2 separate regions of the Sus scrofa genome follow, and region 1 is linked to region 2. The links are chromatin contacts, called in public HiChIP or PLAC-seq maps. All regions are on one chromosome and are shown on one strand. Each heading gives the region's core, a stretch centred on a gene start, on an enhancer-like site or on the middle of the called end of the contact. The rest is flanking DNA. Distances are from core to core; before and after follow the strand shown.

What was found. HiChIP or PLAC-seq counts read pairs in DNA pulled down with a chosen protein or histone mark.
Region 1: an H3K27ac HiChIP or PLAC-seq map of alveolar macrophages shows a contact between it and region 2. The contact joins the promoter of BRF2 here to the promoter of LSM1 in region 2. A contact is called at or near these places in 1 of 5 promoter capture datasets (liver), 4 of 47 Hi-C or Micro-C datasets (alveolar macrophages, heart right ventricle, liver and 1 more) and 1 of 2 datasets of contacts at active chromatin or transcription factors (alveolar macrophages).

The regions. Positions count from the first base shown.
Region 1 is chr15:48,565,435-48,571,442 of Sscrofa11.1, forward strand. It overlaps BRF2 (transcription factor IIIB 50 kDa subunit), which reads left to right and starts at 2,773. Exons shown (of 4, transcript XM_003133367.6): 1 at 2,773-3,065; 2 at 3,737-3,796; 3 at 5,168-5,489. The coding sequence starts at 2,912.
Region 2 is chr15:48,346,376-48,352,702 of Sscrofa11.1, forward strand. It overlaps LSM1 (U6 snRNA-associated Sm-like protein LSm1), which reads left to right and starts at 2,278. Exons shown (of 4, transcript XM_005671778.3): 1 at 2,278-2,719. The coding sequence starts at 2,674. BAG4 (BAG family molecular chaperone regulator 4) reads right to left here and starts at 2,435. Exons shown (of 5, transcript XM_013984080.2): 1 at 1,861-2,435. The coding sequence starts at 2,130.

The DNA of each region.
Region 1 (6,008 bases), core at 1,523-4,022, 220 kb after region 2:
AGGGGCCCATCCTCCAGTGTGATCAGGCCCTGAGGTCCTGTTGGACGCCTCTAAAAGGAGAGTGGTGCTCATGCTCTAAGAAAGCATTCTCTTGGGGAAGAGATGGGGTCCTTAGATGTGGCAATCAGGGAGAGAGACTGACTATGGAAAAGAAGGGAATGATGCTGGATATTTAACCCACTGAGCAAGGCCAGGGATCAAAACTACACCCTCAAGGACAGTGTCAGTTCTTAACCTGCTGAGCCACAACAGGTACTCCCACTTTCAGACGGTGTTTTTGTTTGGTTTGGTTTGTTTATTTTGGCCACACCCATCCCTAAAAGCGTGTTGCATCCGCTAGAAGATCAGCTCCAAAAGTCGGGGCTTTGCTTTGCTCACGGCTCTTTCGCCAGGGCCTGAAACAGTGCCTGTACATTGGCACATAGTGGGCACTCCATAAATAGCTTTTGCAGAAATGGGCAAATGCCATTAGTCTTCTATATCTCAGACCTCAGTTCTAACCAATATGGCATAAAGAACATGGGTTTTGGAACTGAACAGATAGACTCCTAATTCTCTCTCTCTTTTTATTTTATTTTTTTATTTTTATTTATTTATTTTTTTTTGGTCTTTTTGGCCATTTCTAGGGCCGCTCCCGCGGCATATGGAGGTTCCCAGGCTAGGGGTCTAATCGGAGCTGTAGCCGCCAGCCTACACCACAGTCACAGCAATGCCGGATCCGAGCCGCATCTGCAACCTACACCACAGCTCATGGCAACGCCGGATCCTTAACCCACTGAGCAAGGCCAGGGATTGAACCCGCAACCTCATGGTTCCTAGTCGGATTCGTTAACCACTGGGCCACGACGGGAACTCCTCTCTTTTTATTTTTTTTGGCCAAGCCCATGGCATGTAGAAGTTTCTGGGTGAGGGATTGAACCCACGTCACAGCAGTGACCCAAACCACAGCAGTGACAACACCAAATTCCTTAACTGCTAGGTCACCAGGGAACTCCTGGTTTGGTTTGTTTGTTTTTTGTTTTTGCTTTTTAGAGCCCTACCCATGGCATACGGAAGTTCTCAGGCTAGGGGTCGAATCAGAGCTACACCTGCCAGCCTACGCTACGGCCACAGCAATACCCAATCTGAGCTGCATCTTTGACCTATACCACAGCTCGGATCCTTAATCCACTGAGCAAGGCTAGGGATTGAACCTACATCTTCACAAATACTAGTCTGGTGCATGACCACTGAGCCATAACAGGAACTCCTGGTTGGTTTTTATTTTTATTTGTATTTTTAAAATTTTATGGCTGCACCTGCAGCATGTGGAAGTTCCTGGGCCAGGGACTGAATCTGAACCACAACTGGGACTTATGCCATAGCTGTGTAATACCGAGCCATTTAACCCACTCACTAGGCCAGAAATTGAACCTGCACCTCTTCAGCGACTCAAGCTGCTGCAGTCGGATATTTATTTATTTAAAAACATTTTAATTATAGTTGACTTGCAATGTTCTGTCAATTTCTGCTGTACAGCAAAGTGACCCAGTTATACATGCATACACATTCTTTTTCTCATATTATCTTCTATCATGTTCTATCACAAGTGATTGGATATAAGTCCCTGAGCTATACAGCAGGACCTCATTGCTTATCCATTCTAAATGTAATAGTTTGGGAGTTCCCACTGTGGCTCAGTGGTAACAAACCTGACTAGTATCCATGGGGACGCAGGTTCAATCCCTGGCCTTGTTCAATGGGTTAAGGATCTGGTGTTGCCTTGAGCTATGGTATAGGTTGCAGAGGCAGCTCGGGTTTGGTGTTGCTGTGGTGTAAGCCAGCAGCTACAGCTCCAATTCAACCCCTAGCCTGGGAACTTCCATATGCTGTGAGTAGGACCATAAAAAGACAAAAGGAAGGAAGGAAGGAAGGAAGGAAGGAAGGAAGAAGGAAGGAAGGAAGGAAGAAAGAAAGAAAGAAAGAAAGAAAGAAAGAAAGAAAGAAAGAAAGAAAGAAAGAAAGAAAAAGAAAATACCTCTTTGATGACTTTTAATTTATGCTCAAACATGACATACAAAATCTCTAATTGGTAAGCTTGGTTTCTATAACACTGCTAGCGGCACAGTTTTCCTCAAGATTCTTTGATCTGTGCTATATACCATGCTAGGAACTTTGGAGCTAGAATCTTGGAGCATCTTAAAGCTCAAGGTTTTAAAAACATCCGCATCTGCTTGAACCCTCCAGATTGCCAAAGGCCTCACCACCCCATATTCTTTCTCTCCAACTCCTTTAGACATTCTTTGCCTAGCCTCTGAAGGCATTTGAGGGTGCCACTCTGGATTTTAATTCAACTCCTTTATTCCACAGTTGAGAAAAATGGACTGCAAAGAGAAGAGACAACTGGCTCGAGGTGAAGGCGCTCTGGAAGGAACACAGTTCCCTGCCCTCTCACTAGACCACTCTCCCTTTTAGACACAAACTTTGTACCATGGCCCAAATCAACGTTCCTTACCAAAGGGAAATGGAGCATCTACGATTCCCCTAGCGCTTTAGAAAAAAGAGTTCTTTGTGGATGGCAACAATTTTCTTGTATATTATGCGTATCCATGCATGTAAAAAGCTCACCCAAATGCAACTGCTAGTCTAGCCCACCTCAAACTAACTACAGTTTGCGGAGAACCCGAAGACGCAGTCCAGCAGGAACCCCCGTCTCCTGGCTCACATTTCTACCCGAGTCCTCAGAGGAAAGGACCGGAAGTGGGGCGTGGCCGAGGAGGAACTACCCATAGTACGGCTGTCACGCTGGCCGGAAGGAGGTGGTGCAGGCCTTAGAAAGCTCCGCTCCTACTTCCTGTTTGCAACACTGTTGCTGTTGTCGACGTTAGGGGCGGTTACCCGAAGGCTTCCTCGGCTCTGGACGGGTTGTAAGATGCCGGGAAGAGGCCGCTGCCCCGATTGCGGCTCCACTGAGCTGGTGGAAGACTCACACTATTCGCAGAGCCAGCTGGTGTGCTCCGACTGCGGCTGTGTGGTCACCGAGGGAGTCCTTACGACCACCTTCAGTGATGAGGGCAACCTCCGAGGTACCTTGCGGGCTTTTCCAGGGCAATGGATAACAGCCTGGGGGCAGTGGAGTGATTGACGTCGAGATTCTTATCTCCTGCCTTTTCCTGGTCACATGCACGGGAGAAAATGGCCTAAAGTGAACGAGTGAGCTGTAGAAGCTCAGGGACTGCGGTTTATCTGTGTTTTTCTAGCAAGGTATTTGGTATTAATAAACGCTGAATAAATGAAATCAAGAGAGAAAGCTGCACTCAATTTACCTAGTCTGGGCATGGTGGAAGGATTGCGGATCAATTCTTTACGAATACAGAAAATACTATTACCGCAAAGTAGTTTTGAGCACTAATTGGCAAAAGCATCTTTTTTTTTTTTTTTTTTTCTTCCCTCTCTGCTCTTCAAGTCTGTGACCAATGCAACCCTCAGAATATTCAGTCAGGAAAATTGCCTGAATTGGATGTACAAGAGAGATGGCTGGAACACTTGGAGCTGCTTTAGTGCAGTCCTAATCTTCCTAAATTTCTTTGTATTGGGTACTGTTTGTGGTCATAGAAAATCAGATGGACCTTTAATGTGCAAAGATGGGACAAGAAGTGGATGCGTCCTGGTTTGGCTCCTGGGTTTTGTGTGGTGGGAGGGCAAGGGTGTGGCACGTGGAGGCTAAACAAGCTATTTGTTGCCCATTATCTTACAGAAGTAACATATTCCCGAAGCACAGGGGAAAATGAACAAGTTAGTCGCAGCCAGCAACGAGGTGAGAATAAACCTTTTATGACATAGTGCTTTAAAGAAAACTCTCCTGATGGTCCAGCCCATCTACTTATCTTTCCTGTTTTCAGCATTACTGTGTAAGGCTGAGTTGAAGAGAATGGTAATTAAAAATAAAGGATGATAGGGTTTCCTGGTGGCTCAGTTGGTTAAGGATCTGGTGTTGTCCTGCTATGACTTGGGTTGCTGCTGTCGCATGGGTTCGATCCCTGGCCCAGGAACTTCCACATGTCACGGGCATGGCAAAAAAAAAGAAAGGAAGGGAGCGAGGAGATGGTTCTAAGAGAGGTAGCAATTAGGTGGAAGATTCAGGTTTGCTTGGGGATTTGTTTGAGGTAGACTAAGGAGCTCAGATGCAAACTTTGGCTTGGCCACAAATCAAACCAGCCTCCAAAAGATGGGGCACTGAAATGTGACTTCTTTCTATAAGTGACTTTGTGCCTCCCAAATGTCCTCACTAAGTGTCGCTGTTGTCATTATAGAAAGGTTTGTTATTTGTGCATCTCATATCTGAGGCAGGTTTACCAGAAATTGCTGGGAGCTGCATGATGGCTCCTTTGACCCCTTTATGTAGAATATCATGCCATCTGCAGACAGTGACAGTTTTACTGCTTCTTTTCCGCTTTTTTTTTTTTAATTTTTAATATAATTTTATTTTTTTTTCTTTTGTCTTTTTAGGGCCATATCCATGGCAAATGGAGGGTCCCATGCTAGGGGTTGAATCAGAGCTGTAGCCTCTGGCCTACACCAGAACAACAGCAATGTGAGATCCAAGCCACGTCTGCGACCTATACCACAGCTCACAGCAACGCTGGATCCTTAACCCACTGAGTGAGGCCAGGGATCGAACCGGCGTCCTCATGGATATGGGATTTGTTAACCACTGAGCCATGACGGGAACTCTTTTTCTAGTTTGGATTCCTATTGTTTCTGTTCCTCCTCCGATTGCTCTGGTTAGATCTTCCAAAACTCTGTTGAATAAAAATGGTGAGGGTGGGCATCCTTGTCTTGTTCGTGATCTTAGAGGAAAGGCTTTCAGCTTTACATCGTTGAATGTGATGTTAGCTCTGTGTTTGTCATATGTGGTCTTCCTTATGTTGAGATATGTTCCCTCTATGCCCACACTCTGGAGAGTTTTTACTGTAAATGGATGTTGAATTTTATAAAACACTTTTTCTGTATCTATTGAGATGACCATATGGTTTCTATGGTTCATTTTGGTGTGTCACATTTGTTGACTTGTGGATATTGAAAAATCCTTGTATCCCTGGGATAAATCCCACTTGGTTGTGGTATATCATCCTTTTAAAGATCATTCTTTATTGTTGGGACTAACTCCTGCTATGGGTTTTCCTAGGTCTCCGCCGAGTGAGAGACCTCTGTCGAGTTCTGCAGCTACCACCAACATTTGAGGACACGGCAGTTGCCTACTACCAACAGGCATACCAGCACTCTGGCATCCGTGCTGCCAGGCTGCAAAAGAAGGAGGTGTTGGTCGGGTGCTGTGTCTTAATTACCTGCCGGCAGCGTAACTGGCCCCTGACCATGGGAACCATCTGCACCCTAATCTATGCAGATTTGGATGTGTTTTCTGGCACCTACATGCAGATGGTGAAGCTCCTGGGGCTAGACGTGCCGTCTCTGTGCTTGGCAGACCTGGTGAAGACTTACTGTAGCAGGTACCTGCTGTGTGGGAGACGCTGGGTTGGGGTGGGACCTGAACCCTTTTATCTCTAGCTGCCTCTTTTTGACCAGGCGCATTTCCAAGGATGTGGGAGAGAAGTCTCTTCTCCCTCTCCCAGGCTTAGTAGTAGTCACATTGATCCCGTTTTACATTTCTAGAATGGTATAATTTTCAAATCCCTTTGCCCACAGCACCCTAATGATGTAGGAAGTAGGTATTAGCCTTGGCATAGGGCTCTTGAGGTCCACCTCTCATGTTTTGCGTGGCTGAATGCTGTGACCCTGCCTCGGGAGGATCACCTGTGATTAGACCCAAGAAGTTATTAGTAAATGACAGGGTGGAGCTAGAAGCTAAATTTTATTGTTGTTCTAAGTAGCTGTGTCCTTTTCCTTTTTTTCTGGTAAATAATAGTAGAAAGCAAAGGCTATCGGTGTCAGATAATCCTGGGTTTGAAGCTTGGTTATTTCCAAGCTGGGTAACTGTGGGCAAGTTTTTCCAACTCTCAATGCACATA
Region 2 (6,327 bases), core at 1,028-3,527:
AAGAAAGAAATCATCATCCTATACTTTTCAAGTTTCAGAAACATCAACCTGAAAGATAAACTCCTGCAACGGTTGACAAATGCCCAATCACATTCCGGCCGTATTCCTGACCGCTCCAGCATTACCTAGCCTGTGTGCACACCTGTTCTCCCTTTAAACTCCCTGCCCAGTACTAAGATCTTAACTTCTCTAACCTTAACCCAAAAAAAACCTTTGTTTTGACTACACAGCAAGCCCAGGTGGAATCATCAGCTTAGTGGTTCTCTCCTCCTCCCCCACAAGTGAGCCTAGGTCTAGTCTGCATACCTATTAGCCAAGCATTTCCTCACTCTCCTCTGTCGGGACTGAAGTTCCCTCAGGCTGCTTATTCTAGATTCAGATAGAGAAATTATGGGCCTTTCTTTGTAATTAACCTCTCACTACGTTTTTTTTTATGATACAACTTTTTAAAAGAAATAACATGACATCAAACCCAGCCTTTTAAAGTGTACAATTCAATGTTTTTTTTTAATATTCAGAGCTGTGCAATCTTCATTTACAATCTAATTCCAAAATATTTTCATCATCCCCAAAAGAAACCCCATACCCTTTAACTATCTTCCCCAATGTCTCCAGGCCTCCAACCCCTGACAATGACATATATTTGTACAGACTTGCCCATTCTGGATATTTCATATAAATGGAATCACACAATGTTTAATGTTTGTCTTCGTTCATGTAGCATATTTTCAAGGTTCATCCATGTTGTAGAAGGTACTTCATTTCTTCCCATTTCTTCCCATTCATTGTATGAATATGTCAGATTTTATCTATCCATCAGTTGATGGGCATTTGGAATATTTTCCCTTTTGGCTATTATGAATAATGCTACTATGAATCTCACGTGTACAAGTTTATACGTGGACATGTTTTTAGTTCTCTTGGGTGTATAACAAGGAGCAGACTTGCTGAGTAAGATCCCAACAGTATGCTTAACGTTTTGAGGGACTTCCAAACTGTTTTCCAAAGCACTGAACCATTTTATGTTCCCACCAGCAATGTATGGGAATTTCATTATTACATTTTCAACCAATGAGGATGTTACATTTCCTGAAGAAAAGGATAGGAGTGCCCCCACCAGATAACGATTAATTCTCTGCGAAGCATACTGCATAACAAAACAACTGTATTTCCGCACGACTACAAGGAACAAGACATTATAGGTTCAAATATACTGAGTGAGTTAACCCTTCACGGTCAACGGTTCTTTCATCGTAAAACAGAGAAGATGTGATGACATTTACGCGGCAGTCACCCTTAAGATGAAATAAAACAATCCACGGAAAGCTGCTTTCCAACATTGATTATGCGTGATTCAATGTCGGGCAAAGCGTTAAAAGGGCAAAGAGCTAAACGCCCAGATCCCTCCCCTTCCTTCACGTTCCTTCCCAGGGGGAGGGGTTGCTAAGGGACGGAGGGTGCTGCAGCCACCTCCCTTCTTGGGGAGGGCCGACCTGATGAGCCACGCAGGATAAATTGTCAGGACTCGAAAAGCAGACCCGGATCCCTCCAGCCCAACACCGTTCCCAGGCGAGATTCGCAGCCCGCTACTCAGCTCAGCAGGTCAGCGCAGGATCTTTTTCCCCTTTTTCATGCTAAGACATTTACTATGGTTGAAGTAAAAAAGAGGCAAAGAGAAAACAAGCATAGCCCCCACCTACGATCCTAGTTTCTGTCTCTCCACCCCCCCATAAGGAAAACACATGAAACCCAATTCATTACGAACTCTTGGAGGTGTATCAAACCCAATAACCCTCACCTCCAAAGACTCCCCTATTGCCGTCCCCTACCCCACCCCGGGACAGACAGCGCAAAGCTTACCTGGTGGCTTCCTCCAGCTCGACCTGGCTCCGACCAGACGCCTCCAGAGGGATAGTAGCCATCTCCTCCTCCCCCTTCTCCCGGCCAGGTGGTCTCAGCCTGGCCGCCCCCGCGTACCCGCCAAGAAACAGGAGGCTGGGGAGGTTCGGGGCGGGGAGGATATATGGGCGGAGGGGGGTGCACGGGCACATCTCCACCCCCAGGCCCGTAGTAGCGGCCATAAGACGGACCGTCACCGGGGCCGTAGCCCGAGCGCCTCAAGGCCGACATGGGCTCCACTGCCCCCAAGTGCTTCCCGCCCCCCACGGCCGGTCCATTGCGCAGACGCCAGCCGGAGAACGCAAGTGGACCGCAGGGAAGGGGGTCGGCCAGCAACAGCCAATCCCAGGCCGGGTCCCGCCCCCTCGGCCTCAGATTCTTGAGAGTTGAAGGACTGAGGTCGGTGACTCTGGGGTCTAGGAAGCAGGACAGCAAGGGGCGCCACCGTGTACCTTAAAAGGGAGAACGCATTTCCCCACTACGTATCCAATCTAGGTTTCTCTTCCCCTCTTGTCAAGGACGTGGAAAGGGTGCCTCGGGACCTCACTACGGTCCCGCCTCTTCCTGAGCACCGGCACGTGATGCCGGAAGTGGGTGGGAGTAATATGGCGACGTTTCCGGCAGGCCCCGGCGGCTGAAAGCCGGGCCGGAGGTGCTACTCTGGGTCCGGGTTCTTGTCCCGGTGCCGCCGAGGCGGCGACTGCGGTAGGAAGAAGGAAGTGTTGGACGAGTTGGCCCACCACCGCTATACGTTGCGCCTCATTTCAACTCAAAATGAACTATATGCCCGGCACCGCTAGCCTCATCGAGGACATCGACAGTGAGTAGTTCGGCTCCTCCGAGTGAAGTCTGGGGTGAGACTCTTCCTGCCGGGAGGATGCTTTTTGGAGGCAGGTCCTAGAATGAGTCCGGGCCAGGGGGCGGTGTCTTTTTAGTGCTGTTCTGGACGTGCGGCGTTAGCGTCCTTTGCAGGAGGGAGGAGCCTTGTGACACGCTGTTTGCCCGCCTCCTACCTGTATCCTATCTCTTACAGCCTGCACCAGTCCTCCGGCAAGCTGTCGAATCCATTTCTGCTTTTCAGGGATGCGGCTGCTGAGGCCCAAACATGAAAGTTGCCGCCTCCCGGGCCCATCATCTCCCACCTGCGGGATTTCGAGTCCCAGGTGGTTACTGGTGGATGGATGAGAATTCTTAAGGAAGGGATGCATCGAGAAACGAAAATACGAATACAACAGTAATTGGACTTAATTAGCACTAAGCATAGGCTTTATGCTGCGTCGCCTTTTGCAGTCTTCTTTTACCGTTGAGGGTCTTTAGATTTTCAGATTATGATAGTAGAGACTACTGCCAGACAAGGCTTGACTTTTCCAGAAGGACCAAAAACTTGTTTTTTTCTTGTTAGACAGTTTTCTTTGGTTTTTATTTAGACGACCTACCTTATTCCTAGTCACCATCCTGAAGAGAAGTTTAGTCCTCTATAGCTGTCCTGTCTTTTCCAGACTCTCATTCGTGGATTATTCCTCAAGCAAATTTTAATAAATTGTTTCAGTCCTGTGATCTGTCTTGTTTTGCTTTTTAGGGCGGCACCATGGCATGTGGAAGTTCCCAGGCTAGGGGTCGAATCAGAGCTGTAGCTGCTGGCCTATGCGACAGCAACTCTGGGTCCCAGCCACGTCTGTGACCTACACCACAGCTCATCGCACCACCAGATCGTTAACCCACTGATCAAGGATCGAACCTGAGTTTTCATGGATACTAGTTGGTTTCATTACTGCTGAGCCACAATGGGAACTCCGTCTCATTAACTTGTAGTAGTTGCAAAACAGTTTGCATACAGCTCCAAACAAGTTACAACAATCTCTACAGTTACTAAGTATGCAAATTAAAGAATGAGTTTATGATTATATTCTCTATCATCTGAAATTATTTTTAAAATCCAAATTAGTGATTTTGCTATTAAAGGAAAATGTAGTGTAGGTTGGACCAAATTCATATGTGAATAGCCACTGTACAAGCCTATCTGCAATGTATGATAAAGTCTTCAATTTTTGTTGTTTGAAGATGCCCTTTTGCCCTCACCTCTTTTGTTATATATCTGAATTAGTTGAGGCCTTAACACATTCTGCCATTCTACTAAAAACATAATTTTCTCAAGCCTCTAACCCCTTTTTTTTGCAGATTCCAAACCCCTCCTTTACCAAAAGGTTTAAAACCATTTCATATGCCCCCTTCACACACATACATTTTCCTCTTCTCCTCAGTCCTCCTGTATTTTCTCTCATATTTTCTTTCTCCCTCCCCCAGAGTCCTCCCCTTCATGTATGTTCTTGTCTGTCACATTTTTTCTCAACTGTGTTTCCCCATCAAATTCCCATCCCCCTTTTCATATCTTTACCCCCAAACCTTTTGAGCCATCTCCCATTTTAAGTCTGTTTCCTGACTCCCTGCAATAGACCATCTCTGTTACCCCTGCAATCTGATTTTTTTAGACAACACTCTACTGAAACTGCAGTCTTAAAAGGCATCTGTGAAATGCAGTCCTCCAGGTTCTTCCCTCCCCTCTGTTACCACTGGAATCATTACTTTTCTTGATTTCTCCAACGCTGGTACTTAATTTTCTCTCCTCTGCAACTCTTATTATTCCCTAAAATAGATGGGTTCTTAGCTTCCATCAACAGTCTGTTTGTTTATATCTCTAGGAGCTCTCGTGGACTTCAGTAATTATATCACCTCTTTGTGGGCTTATCCAAAATTGCTCTGATTCTGACCTTTTGGCCTCCCAGTCTTACATCTTTAATTGCCAGTTGACCTTTCTACATAGGCGACCTGATACCAGCAGAATCACAACAGCTAATTACCTTCCACCCTAAGCTTGTGTCTTTTAGTCCCAACTTTTGGTAAATGGTCCTTCTTGACATGACGACTCAGAATTCCTGCATCTTCTTTAACTCATCTCTTCAGCACCCCATTCTCTCGCACATACCCACACATACAAACACAGATAATTGACAGATCCCATCCCTTGTCACTGCAGGGTCTTAGTCCTCTCATCTTCCCCCTTCCCATCTCTACCCTGAGTCAGGTCTCTTCTGCATGTCTCAGACTCTGGGAATAGCCTCAAAACTGTTCTCTCTTTCCTGCCAGTTTAATCTTCAGTGTTTTCTTATTCCCTGTGAAGTCACATCCAAACTTCAGCCTGTTCCCAGTACTTTTTTTCTGACTTCATCTCCTGTTATTTCCCTTCACACCTTTTAGCCAAACATTTGGACACATAGCTCTTTTTTCTTCTGCCTGAATTATAGACTTCCCCCCTCCTCCCCTTCTCTGTCACTCTTCCCATGGCCAAAAATGATCTACCCTTTAAGGTCCAACTCAGATACCTCCTCCATCTAGAAATAGTTTCTCTCAGCCTCACATAATTAAGATTTGCTTGCTTGCTTTTTTTTTTTTTTTTCTTTTTTTTATCTTTTTAGGGTCACACCTGTGGCATATGGAAGTTCCCAGGCTAAGGGTTGAATCGGAGCTGCAGTTGCCAGCTTACACTACAGCCCCAACAATGCAGGGTCCAAGCTGCATCTGTGACCTACACCACAGCTCATGGAAATACTGGATCCTTAACCCACTGATTGAGGCTTGGGGTGGAACCCGCATCCTCATATATACTAGTCAGTCAGATTGGTTACCACTGAGCCACCACGGAAACTCCAAGATTTGCTTTCTTGTGGTACTTAATTATAGAAAAGGCAAAAAGACAAAAAAAAAAAAAAAAAAGAATGAGTTTTACTCACCTTTCTAGTGACCAGCTTATTGTCATTCTTCAGTGTCAGCTCAAAGTCACTTCTCCAGAGAGGTTTTCCTCTGCAGTCTGTCTTCTGTAGCTGTTCCTCCTCTCTCTTTCTCATACTACCCTGCTATCTTTTTTGTTATTCTGCTAGACTAATTACTGTAGGTTATTTTTTTAAAATTTGTTTGACTTCCTCCACCATGAATATAAGGTTAGTACTCTGAATCTTATGCTCTTCTGTATATGTAGGCCCCAGAACAGCACATAGCACTCAGTAAATTTTATTGAATTTTTGCTTTAAAACTTTCCCTGATTGCAAAGTATGAAATAGCAGCTAGCTTTCTTCTAATTTGAGGAAAAAATAATTCTTTTTTTTTCTTTTCTTTCTTTTTTTTTTTTTTTTTTTTTTTAAGGGTTGCACCCTCGGCACGTGGAAGTTCCCAGGCTAGGGATCAATTAGAGCTATAGCTGCCAGCTTACACCACAGCCACAGCCAGAGCCAAGCTGTGTCTTCGACCTACACCACGGCTCTTGGCAACATCGGATCTTCAACCCACTGAATGAGGCCAGGGATTAAACCCACATCCTCATGGACACTAGTCTGGTTCATTACCACTAAGCCATGACAGGAACTCCCAAAAATA